3 separate regions of the Macaca mulatta genome follow, and regions 2 and 3 are each linked to region 1. Evidence: chromatin contacts called from public Hi-C data. All regions are on one chromosome and are shown on one strand. Each heading gives the region's core, a stretch centred on a gene start, on an enhancer-like site or on the middle of the called end of the contact. The rest is flanking DNA. Distances are from core to core; before and after follow the strand shown. Region 1 holds the start of CHN2 (chimerin 2). Region 2 overlaps CHN2 (chimerin 2). Region 3 overlaps CHN2 (chimerin 2).

The links. A called contact is a pair of places that touch in the nucleus more often than the background predicts.
Region 2: a Hi-C map of fetal cortical plate shows a contact between it and region 1, with 3 times the contacts expected there. The contact joins the enhancer-like site here to the promoter of CHN2 in region 1. A contact is called at or near these places in 6 of 14 Hi-C or Micro-C datasets (CD4 T cells, cortical neurons, fetal cortex germinal zone and 3 more).
Region 3: a Hi-C map of fetal cortical plate shows a contact between it and region 1, with 3 times the contacts expected there. The contact joins the enhancer-like site here to the promoter of CHN2 in region 1. A contact is called at or near these places in 5 of 14 Hi-C or Micro-C datasets (CD4 T cells, cortical neurons, fetal cortical plate and 2 more).

The regions. Positions count from the first base shown.
Region 1 is chr3:99,151,379-99,155,384 of T2T-MMU8v2.0, forward strand. CHN2 (chimerin 2) reads right to left here and starts at 1,805. Exons shown (of 13, transcript NM_001261577.1): 1 at 1,597-1,805. The coding sequence starts at 1,645. CPVL (carboxypeptidase vitellogenic like) reads left to right here. Exons shown (of 15, transcript XM_028845911.2): 1 at 1-1,511.
Region 2 is chr3:98,950,701-98,954,706 of T2T-MMU8v2.0, forward strand. CHN2 (chimerin 2) reads right to left here. Exons shown (of 13, transcript NM_001261577.1): 6 at 1,347-1,632. Among named protein-coding and RNA genes, the nearest start is that of PRR15, 160 kb to the left of the region's middle. Within about 2 kb of position 2,296, at least 3 of the 40 cell types and tissues checked have an H3K27ac peak or open chromatin away from gene starts, as enhancers often do. A contact at or near this core is called in fetal cortical plate, where this site is marked.
Region 3 is chr3:99,017,432-99,021,437 of T2T-MMU8v2.0, forward strand. The region is part of intron 1 of CHN2 (chimerin 2); the gene reads right to left. Among named protein-coding and RNA genes, the nearest start is that of CPVL, 120 kb to the right of the region's middle. Within about 2 kb of position 1,695, at least 9 of the 40 cell types and tissues checked have an H3K27ac peak or open chromatin away from gene starts, as enhancers often do. A contact at or near this core is called in fetal cortical plate, where this site is marked.

The DNA of each region.
Region 1 (4,006 bases), core at 555-3,054:
CCAACACCACTGTATTTTCAATTCAATGTTAGTCAACCAAAATGAATTGAAAAACAGCAGCAGTGGTTTGAGGGTACTAAAAATAAACTGTAGCATTTGCTGAGTTCTCAGAATTAAAACCACGGTGGTCAACTTGTTGCTGCTCTTAATAAGATATGACTTCTGCCTCATTGGCTGCTACTACTAGAAACTTGAACTATGTCACACACCTAACAACGATGTGTTTTCGATTAGTTGGCAGTGATCGAGAAAGGAAGTGCCATTTCCCAGGAACTAAACCTGCCAAGAAAGATAACAGATGGCTTTCAAGTGATCACCTTGTACCACATCACAATTGCACCTTAGTCAAATTCACCTTGCATTTATGATTTAGTGAGTTACACATCGAAAGCTGTGGTTGCCTTTATGCCCTGCTTGCTCTCCACTGCCTCCAAAAAGGTGTTTATTCCTTTGAGTTTAATTTGTGAATAATAATAAAAACAGCCCAATGGGACTTAATACAATATTAATATATTGAACACTTCCATTAGGACTTCATGACCTTCTTGACCCTTAAATACCGTATACTACACTAAATGTCTTATCAGCTGTCCTTTTGGGTTTGTCATTAAAGTTTTCAATGACCAGAGAGGTAGAGGAATTCTATCTAATGCATCATTCTGATTAGAAACCTGTCATACTCAGAAACCAGTGGGTCTGCTTCTATTGATTCCTACTCCTTCAGATTCATTAGCAATTTTTTCCTCTTCAATTAGACCCGAGGATCAACCATAGAAAAGCTGAAAGAAGCCTTCCCTTTGCTCAACCTTACTTAAAAGGAATAAAAAAATGTATGCCTTGCTGGTGAAATTACAGACAGTATTATTAGAAAATGTCTAAGGAGTCTCTCTCTCTCTCTCTCTCTCTCTCTCTCTCTCTGTCTCTCTCTCTCTCTCTCTCTCTCTCTCTCTCACACACACACACACACACACACACACACACACACACAACTTGTAAATATGCCAAGAGTCAGAGGCTGGGCTCGACCTCCCTTCCCCTAACCCACTTCAATCAGGATCAGAAAGACACATCCCTTCATCGCTGCTGTCTCAAACCCATGCCCAAGCGAGTGTCTCCACAGAGCTAATTTCTGAAACAAACAAAGAAAATCAAGTCTGCGAGGAACGAGGGTTTGCTCCCCTCTGCTCCGGATTTGGGTGTCCAGGGTAGCGGACGAGGCACGGCAAACAGGTCGGGGCGCTCAGCTTGACCCCAACCTTCTCCGCCCCGCCAGCCCCCGCTCCAGCTGCGCCAGAAAGTGCGAGCCTGCCCGCTCCTTTCGCTTTTCGCCCGCTGCACCCCAAGCCCGAGAACACCCGCGTCCGCACACTAAGGGCACCACCGCTCTCCCACCTCTGCGCTGTCAGATGTCAGGCGCGGAGGTGCTCTGGGCACCGAGGTGCTAGCGAACCAAACAAGTGTCACCCCAGACGCCTGCCCCCACTCCAAGAGAGCGGGCGGGACGGCCACAGGTAGGCTCTGTCCATCCCAGGGTGCGGAGCGAGGGCAGGGGGCGAGACCCGGCGCGGCAGCCGCGCCCGACGGGCTGAAACTCACCGGAGGACACCGAAGAGCCGGACAGGCTGGAGTTGCTGGACGCTGCCATCTCCGCGCGCCCCTCGCGTCGCTGCTCGCTCAGCCCCGGTGCGGGCGCCGCAGCCGCTGCCCTCGCCCGGCCGCTCGCAGCCTCCGCGGCCCCCAGCCCATGGCAAAGTCCTGGGGACGCGCAGAAAGCACCAGCCTCCGGACTCTGCCTGCACTTCCTGCTCCACCAGATGACGCGCTGCCGCCGCCGCTATTTATTTGTGGTTTCCGTCCCGCTCCGCGCGTTTGCACGCTTTTCTCCGGGTGTCAGGGGGTAGGTGGGAGCAGAGGGAGGCCGAGGGGCGGCCGGGACGGGCGGATCTCGGCTCCCGCCGAGCCCCTCTGCCGGCCGCGCTACCCTGTGCGCGACTAGGACCAGGGCGTCCCGGCGGCCCCGAGCCGCCCCGCCAGCTCCCGCACCCTCTCCTGGGCTCCCGCCTCTCCGGCCGCACTTCGAGTAGCCCGGGCAGAGGCGGCGGGAGACGGACAGACAGAGCGACCTCCCCCTCTCCCTCCGCCCCAACTCCGCTCGCGCACACACAAAGGAAGGAGAGGAGACGCGGGCGCACGGGGGCTGGTTCGGCTACCGCGGGCTTGACAGCTCCCGCCAGTGGGGCTGGAGGGGGAGGCTGTGAACTGCTGGACACGGGGAGGCGAGACCGGGGACCGGGTCCCCGGGGTGCTGGGGAGGCCGGCGCGGGGCGCGGGGCGAGCGCGGCTGCGGCGCGCAGCGCTGCTCGTAGGGTTTGAAGGGGATGGGGAGGGAGGGTGTGGGGGAAGGTGGTGGGGCTCGCCGCGCCCCGCTGGGCTCTGGAGCAGCGAGACAGTGGGGGTGGGGGATCCAGAGGGCGAAGGCGGGATCACTAGGGCCACGGTGCTAGGCAGAAGGGAACCTGGGATGACAGAGCCACTGTGGAGCGCTCCTTCCACTCCCCTCCAAATTATCCTTTGTTGCTCTGGAACTGACGGCCCCTGCCCTGCAAGAAGGTGCGTTTCCTAAAACACCCGGGAAGCCAACCCAGCTACACTTAAGTAACCCAGCCACGGACAGCGCCCGACGCGTCCATGGGCCTCTGAGGTTGGCCTTCAAAGAAATAGAGCCGTCCAAACGTGTCATCAGGCCCACACAAAGCCGGGTGTCAAAGAGAAAAAGGTTCTCCTACTGTGCCTTGCAAAAAAGATTCTCACAAAAGACTTGACTTAGCAGCAAGTCCGACTGTGCCCTTTCAGGATAGGAAATGCTCAGGTGTGTGACAGAAAGAGACTCGAGGACAAGGTGTGCCCCTTCCCCCTGTATTTAAACCTAAATTAATTTCACTGGGAGGAAATATCATGCAGATTTTTTTTAAATCTGTTTCACGCTCCCAGCGGGCTAATCTGTTCTTTCAATCCTAAAGCAACAGAAAACTGTGAAATTTGAAGAGAAATTGTTAGATCAAAGGGAAAAGCAAGCATTAAAGGAATGAAAATACTCTCATTATATAGCAAAAATGGAAAGTGTTCACATTGGGGTAGTTCAACTTTTTTAAACATGGTTAAAAGAACATAGTCAATTTAAAAATTATCAGGAGTGACACAGAACAGCAGCTAGGCCCTGGGGATTCACATCAACCAAGCACCTAACATACAGTGAATAATGAATGTTAAATAATCACAGTACGCACCCACGTCACATTTTCTAGTTGATTAGAACTTAAAAAAAAAAAAAAAAGTCCCTCCAGGATGCTATCCCAGTGTGTCTTCCCATTAAGGTCCATTTTTTTAAAAATACAGCTTGCTAAACTGTTAAAGGCGTGTCAGCACTCTTCAGTCATGTCGGACTGTGTCTTCCTGACCCTCAACTGTATGGACCTTGAAACAGCCCTGGCTGGTCTAAGGAGACCCAAGCACCCCCGCTTTCCCAGCCCCCTACCACTATCCTTCTTTATTTTGTGGACTGCATGAAATCATGCATTTCCTAATCTGGAGGCTTCAGGGACACGTGACCCATCACACACTTGGCTTGTGGATTAGATCAGAAGGAACTTACTGTTTCCCCAGAGTTCTTCTAGTAGAAAACAGCACTTACTTGTTTGACTAGTAATTTATGTATCCCTCCAGGTCTTTAGATGGTGGACTATCTGACTTGGCTATGTTGCCTGGTCGAATTGTTACCATCTGGGCTTCGAAGACAACTGGGTTCAAACTCTGGCTCTGTTACTTAGCTGCAACCTTGAGCAAATTACTTAGACCTACTGAGCCTCAGTTTCTTCACCTTCCTCAAAAATCTGATAACACAGGATGCTGTGAAGATTAAATAAGACGCTATGTGGAAAGCTGCAGTGTACCTGGCATGACGTTTGTGTTCCAAAGTGATTGTAAGTTGCTCACTTTAAGAAAGGAA
Region 2 (4,006 bases), core at 1,046-3,545, 200 kb before region 1:
CCCCTCTGCCAATGCCAGTCCCAAGTCCGTCAGCTCGAGGCTCCTTTGCTTCCCATTGACACTGGACGACAGGAGGCCCGTTCCGGTTTAACTAGGATTAGCGACCACTGGAAGGAGCAGTGTGGCCGGGCTGTACCTCCTATCGGCTTATTTCTATGTGTCCCAGCCCTAGTGTGCCTGAGAAGCCGGGCTCAGCACCGACTCTGCAGGGGCTGACTGGCGTGGCTGGCTATCACTTTCCTTCAGTAGGAAACGGATAGGACCAGGCAAAGCAGATGGTCCCTCAAGGGGCACATCCCAAAAAATCTGCTAGCAAACTCTGGTGGTGCCTTTCAAACACACAGTAACTTACTGGAGAGGAAAATCAGATCTCCCCGGCCACCTCCTGCCACAATCCACCCCCGCCTGCATATGTGCCCACTTAGGAGTTTTTTAAATCCTTGGTGAGGCATAATAACTTTGTCTGGGGCAAAGGACAGCCTGTCTTTCTAAGCTTCCTAGAGATAGCCGCGTTCCCATATCTGTCAGTGAAATGCTCCCATATCTGTCAGTGAAACCTGTTATCTAAGTAAGACCACCTTCAAGAGACCTGACCTGTGGATCATGGGCAGTCACCCAGTCCTAAGAGAAGCAAATACAAATATCACATATTTGGCAGGCTGGGTGGAACTACAGATGGAGCCAGTGACACCTCAAATGGCAACTGAAACCGTGTTTCATCATAACACGCTAATGGAGGTTTTTGGGTTTTTTTTCTTTCAAACTCCAAATAAACCCACAAATGACTTGGTAGAAGTCCTAGGTCTGACTGTATGAATTTGAACAAATCATCAAACATTTCTGGGCTTCACCTGTAAAATGAGGGGCCTGGGCTAGAAGATTTTTTATTTATTTATTTATTTTTGAGACGGAGTCTCGCTCTGACACCCAGGTTGGAGTGCAGTGGCGCGATCTTGTTCACTGCAAGCTCTGCCTCCCGAGTTCACATCATTCTCCTGCCTCAGCCTCCCGAGTAGCTGGGACTACAGGCACCCGCCACCACGCCCGGCTAATTTTTTGTATTTTTAGTAGAGATGGGGTTTCACCGTGTTAGCCAGGATGGTCTCGATCTCCTGACCTCGTGATCTGCCCGTCTCGGCCTCCCAAAGTGCTGGGATTACAGGCGTGAGCCGCCGCGCCCAGCCTGAACTAGATTTCTAAGGTCCCTTTGGCACTAACATTCTAGACTTCTTTGGGTGAGGGTGGCTCTCCTCCAACATTCCAGCAAATCGCACCTATAGTTAACCCGCCTGTTGACTCGGCATGGACTAAAACGAGAAGGGCTGTTTCCATCACACATAGCTCACCTTGTCCACTGCCGTGTGTTCTTCGTGTGTGACGTTTGTTTTTCTTGGTTCGTTTTTAGACTTGCTCAGCTTTCTGGATACTTTTTCTCTGAGTAGGGTGGCATATCCAATGTGTTCGTAGATGGGGTTAGTTGTCATTTTTGAAATGTACTCGGCAGCTTTTGTTTCTATGTACAGTGTTATCAAGCCATCTGTCACCAGATCGTGAATCGACTCAAACCTCTTCTCGCCCACAAAGTGTTTCCCGTCGTGGAAGAGCCTGTAGTTTAAGGTCTGGTTTCCAAACCTGCCCATGACAGAATGAGGGATTACAACCACGTTAGAAATAAGCACAGTGTGGAATGATAATAACAGCAGCTAACGTTTTTTGAATACTTAGTGTAGCCCAGGCATAGGGCTAAGCATTTGATGTGATTATTTTTTCCCCCTAATGATCATAGAGACCCTTTGAGATGGTATAACGGTTATGCCTGTTTTACCGCAAAGGCAACTGACACTTGAAGAGATGGCGGTTCCTGCTTGAGTTTAGATGCCTGGAACAAGGCAGAGGTGGGGCTTAACCCCAGGCCGTCACATGGAGTCGTTTGATCCTAGAAATCACTAAGGTCATTGTCAGTATCCTTCTCATTTGTAAAAGTCAGAGGGTAATGCCTGATTTACAACTATGTTACTTATAAACTTACTTAATGGGAACCAGCTCTCCTCTATACCTGGCAATTACTCTGCAAGGGATGCCCTGCCCCTTGTCCTGATGCCCCTTTATTATCGCATCTTTGCCACCTCCAGCAGAGCACCCCATGCCTTCCACCCTAGTTGGTGCAACAGAAGGGAAGCAATAAGGTGTGCTAAACTCCCTGCTGGAGCCATTGCCAGCATCCCCACAATCTAATCTATAGGTTCCCTCCTCTCTGAGCCCTGGCCTTCCATCTACAGCCCCTGCTTGACTTCCCACTAGAACTGCCAGCTTCTGCTACTGAAGCGCTGGGAAGATAGGCACACCTACAGCGCCTGATATAATAGCTTTTTAAGTTCATCCTCATAATTACATTATTTAAGATACGTTGTAGACATATTGCAACTTGGAAAGTGTCACTGCACAGCCATAATAGGGAGATGGTGCATGGAACACACCATTGTGGGCCTGGGAAGGGCTCCCACGGACACCATTCCCTCTATGGAGAGAGGGTTTTCCAATTCCGAAGAGTTCACAAACGAACTTTTGAAAGACAATTCAGTTCTGAAATTGGATACCTTCCCCAAAACGTACAGGGCTGCGGCGAGGATCAAATGACAGAAAATATTTGATCAAGGTTTGAAAAGTGCCATAAATGTGCTGTCTTTCCTGTGCTGTGATGTTTAATAGTTGTGATTTTGTGGTAAAGGCTCAGTAGAGCCTGTTCTACTGGCTCGTTGGCCTGAAGGGTCATGACTGCCCTCACGACAGGTTCCTGGGATCAACAAGGTGATCCCTGAGAGAACCCCATGAGCAAATGCAGGTCTTTTGAGGTCTGCACGTGCAAGGCCAGGTGAAGAAGCCTTTCCTTCAACATGGGCTGCTGGGAGCTGAGGCAGAGATGCTGTGGCCTCGGCCAGCTAGATGGTGCAGGCAGAAGTGGCTGTAGAAACACTAGCTTTCCAGATGGTTCTCCAGTTTACTGTGTGACCATACTCAGAGTCCCAGTGTCCACACCTACTGATAGCATCTGTGACTGAGGAAATGTATACAACCTCTGATAGACTGCTGGTACTTCAGAAACAAGTGAAGATACCAAGTAAGGAGTAGGGAGGGTAATTGTTTATGGTAGCGGATTTCTGTTTGGGATGATGAGAAAGTTCTGGAAATGGATATGGAGATGTTTGCACAACATTGAGAATGTACTTAATGCCGCTGAATTTTACTTAAAAATGGTAAAAGGAGGCCGGGCGCGGTGGCTCATGCCTGTAATCCCAGCACTTTGGGAGACCGAGGCGGGTGGATCACAAGGTCAGGAGCTCAAGACCATCCTGGCTAACACGATGAAACCCCGTCTCTACTAAAAATATAAAAAATTAGCCAGGCGTAGTGGTAGGCACATGTAGTCCCAGCTACTCGGGAGGCTGAGGCAGGAGAATGGTGTGAACCCAGGAGGCGGAGCTTGCAGTGAACCAAGACCGCGCCACTGCACTCCAGCTTGGGTGACAGGGCAAGACTCTGTCTCAAAAAAAAAAAAAAAGGAAAAAGGAGACCAGATGCAGTGGCTGATGACTGTAATCCCAGGACTCTGGGAGGCTGAGACAGGCAGATGGCTTGAGCCCAGGAGTTCAAGACCAGCCCAGGCAACATGGTGAGACCCCCTTCTCTACAAAAATAAAAAATAAAAATAAAAAAAAGAAAAAAGAAAAAAAATTAGCCAGTCATGTTGGTGTGTGCCTGTGGTCCCAGCTACTCAGGAGGCTAAGGTGGGAGGCACTTGATCCTGGGAGGCAGAGGCTGCAGTGAGCAGTGATTGTACCACTGTACTCCAACGTGGGTGAGAGAGTGGGATCCCCCCCTCATAAAATAAACATGGGAAAAACGATGAATTTTGTGTTATGTATATTCTACTGCAATTCTTAAAAATGGGCAAACATCAGTGAAGCCACTTGTACAGCAATGAAAACAAGGAGTGAAATGCGCCTCA
Region 3 (4,006 bases), core at 445-2,944, 130 kb before region 1:
AGTGATTCTCAGACTTCAGCCGCCTGAGTAGCTAGAACCACAGGTACACACCACCACACCTGGCTAATTTTTAGAACTCTTTGTAGAGATGGGGTCTTACCATGTTGCCCAGGCTTCTCTTGAACTCCTAGGCTCAAGCGATCCACCTACCTTGGGCTTCCAAATTGCTGGGATTACCGTGCCTGGCTGCAACTTCTAAAACCATAGAATTCCACACAGAATTACATTAAGAATGTTTCTAATTTTTCATCTTTGTGGTTTTGTGATGTCAAATTGCCATGACTTGATATGCCAACATTTTCTACACTCATCATGTGGGGTAAAATAGTCACTATGAAATTGAATTTAGGCTCCCAGCACTTTGGGAGGCCAAGGCAGATGGATCACTTGAGGTCAGAAGTTTGAGATCAGCCTGGCCAACATGGAGAAACCCTGTCTTTACTAAAAATACAAACATTAGCCCAGTGTGGTGGTGAGTGCCTGTAATCCCAGCTACTCAGGAGGCTGAGGCAGGAGAATCTCTTGAAACGGGAGGCAGAGGTTGCAGTGAGCCGAGATCACGCCACTGCGCTCCAGCCTGGGCAATGGAGGGAGACTCAGTCTCAAAAAAAACAAAAAAACAAAAAAAAGAAAAGAAAGTAAATTAAATTTATCATTTTATCACTTGGCTTTTGAGATGTATTTAATCTTTTCTTACAGCAAGGTGGTCAAATCCATTGATTGTCAAAAGCCAGGTAGTCTTCAAAATGTCCAGAACTGCAGGACTCCATGCACCCAGCACTGCACGTTTTCTATCATGATTTACCCTTTTCTCACCAGCTCACACACATTCATCTTGTCCCTGACTCTCAGCCATTACTGCTGAAAATCCAGAACTCACCACTATGAAAGATACTGCTTCCCTCAGTCACTGGTTTATGGGTGGGTTGGGGTGAGGGTGGAGCATGAATTGGAAAACCAGAAAGAAGTCTCCAGCTGGAGAAGAAATCAGCCAGGAAAGCGCTAGTGGTAGGAATAGACCATGTTCAATATGAAACCGTGCCATGATTTCCTGAATTTAGAGCAGCATTCTGCCCCTAATTCCCAAGTCTGCTAGCACATTATGTTCATACAACCTGCTTCCAGTTTTTATTTTTAAAACTATACAAATAGAATGGGCTCACTTAAAGCAATCAATTTCATCTGTAGTTCTTTTTTGGATCCTTTTTCCTCAAGAGACCCCAATTTCTTCCTGAAATGCTCTTAGCTGCATGTGCCTCTCCCACTCACTGTGTCATCTCCTCTCCAAAACATGGTCATTTTCTGAGAATAAGACTCTGAGCAGGGCTCTGAGACACCTTTCAATAGCAGCCCCGGCATGAAGCTCTAGCGGCTGTGGGCTCAGAAAAGGGCGGGTCAGAGTATGGTGGCGTAGTCCTCCACTGACACCCGGTGTGGGACAGCCATGGAGGATGGGATGCAGAACCAGGATGTGCCTCCCCTGTTCCCATGCTGCTCTGCACACCCCAGCCCAGCTCTGTTCTGCTGGAAACCCAGCATCCTTCACTTACTCTCTACTTCCTACTTCCCTGCTCCACAGACTACCACTGTCAGAGACAGAAGAATGCCTCTCCCTGAGCTGTGAGAAGGGAGAGACGGTGGGTGCTTCTCAGCTCAATGCAGCCCATGTTTCCTTTGAAGGAACATGAATACCCCATGCCCTTATCCTCACCTCCTTTCTGACTCCCTGTGCTGAGAGAAGGATGTCTTCCTAGACAGGATCCCAAGCCATGATCGAGCATTCGTCTCTGTAGTGTACAGATGCTCCTCAACTTATGACGGGGTTATGTCCACATATTGAGTATATCATCAGTCAAAAATGCATTTAGTAAATCTAACCTACCAAACACCATTTAGCTTGTCTTAAACATGCTCAGAGCACTTACATTAGCCTACAGTGGGGCAAAATCATCTCACACAAAGCCTATTTTATAATAAAGTATTGAATTCTTTACACAGATGGACATTTTGTAGACATGATGGGATGTGAAAACATAAAATATACTATCCAAAAATCACTTGGCAACACAGTACACTGTGGAGGATGGGCTGTTTACCCTGGAGATTGTGTGGCTGACGGGGAACTGTGGCTTACTGCCACTGCCCAGCATTGCAAGAGAGCGTTTTAGGGCATATCACCAGCCCGGGAAAAGATCAAAATTCAAAATTCATAGTATGGTTCCTACTGAATGCATTCCGCTTTTGCATCCTCATAGAGTCAAAAACTGTAAGTCGAACCATGATTAGTCCGGGATCGTCTATATTAGCAGCTAGCAGCTGTATTTAGAGTGCTCCGTTCCAGGCTAAGCACTTTGCAATTATATTTTCATTTCAGCCTCCCAAGAACCCCACAGGGTAGGCACGATCCTATTCCCTACTTTAAAGAAGAGCAAACAGAGCTTCAGAGAGAAAATTTCCCCAGAAAGCCCAGCTGGTAAGGGGCCAAGCTTGGGTGGAGCTTGGACAGTCTCGCGCCACTGCGGGAGTTCTCAACCACGGCTCCAGGAGGCTGTTTATTTTCTCCTTTGGATGGATGTAAATCATATTAGAATATTGGTCTTTTTCTTTCAGATCACACAAGCCAAATACTCACCCAAATTGTATTTCATTTTTTTTTTTTTAAGACAGAGTCTCGCTCTGTCGCCCAGGCTGGAGTGCCATGGCACCATCTCGGCTCACGGCGCAATCTTTGCCTCATGGCGCGATCTTTGCCTCCTAGATTCAAACAATTCTCCTGCCTCAGCCTCCTGAGTAGCTAGGATTACAGGCATGTGCCACCACGCCCGGCTTTTTGTATTTTTAGTAGTGACGGGGTTTCACCATGGTCTTAAACTCCTGACCTCATGATCTATCCACGTCGACCTCCCAAAGTGCTGGGATTCCAGGTGTGAGCCACCACACCCAGCCCCAAATTGTATTTCTTAGGGGAACATTGCACTTCTCTTCTTTTGACCACCCCCTGCACTCCCTCCCTCTCCCAGTCAATCCAGTGAAAAATCACTGTTCGTAATCTCCCGATTTTGAAGGGAAGAACTGATTCTCCAACAGGGGTGGTGTCTGCTTCTCCCAGGGGTCTCTTCCATGCCAGGGTGTTGACCTCTACCAACTGCACTACTTCAGTTCCGTTTCCTCTGGCTTCAGGTTGGGTTCAGTCAATGGAAGGCAGGGGCAGGAAAGAGGGGATGGCGGGACTGATGCTGGAGGTACTGCTCTCTCCCTGCTCCAGTGCTGCAGTTCAGACAGCAGACTTGACCCCACACGGCCACCACTGTCCCAGTTCCTCTTCTGTGGCTCTAGCTGTCCCCAGGATCCAGTAACACGATTTCCTCTTGTTGCCCCTCCAGGCCTGGGGTTGGGAATGGCTTCCCACTCTTGGCCACTCCCAGATGCTTCAGACTCTTAGTTCTCTCGACCCGCCAACACCTCTGTCAGCAGACCCTCCATTAACTTCTCTTCAACATCACAGCTGAGTGTGCCTTCTGTATCCACAGGGCCCTGACAGATGTCCTCCATCACCCTCTAGACCATAGCAAAGGCTAAGACAAGACCAGAGTATGACTAAGATAATTTATTTTTTGTAGTGATCTGACTTGCTTTTTATAAACTGGAGTCATATATGTTGCCCAAAAGGAGAGGGAACTTGGACATCCTACATTTTCCATAACTCTGTCTCTGTTCCACATGGCAATGTAGGGAGAAGTTCAGTCCCACAAGCAAATTCACTCCCCACTGCGACGTTTAAACGGGTTAAATTTAGAGTATGAATAAACATTGATCCTTGCTGTGTACTGCATAATTTCACATCTGTAATAAACTTCCCATGCTATACCATACATCTTTAAATGGACTCACTGTATGCAAGGAGACTTTCATCTGAGCCTCTGCTTTTTCTAAAAATAAAAGCAGTAACACCACCAACACTCTCCCCTTTCCTTTTCTGTGACGTATTCTGAGCACAAGCAAGGCC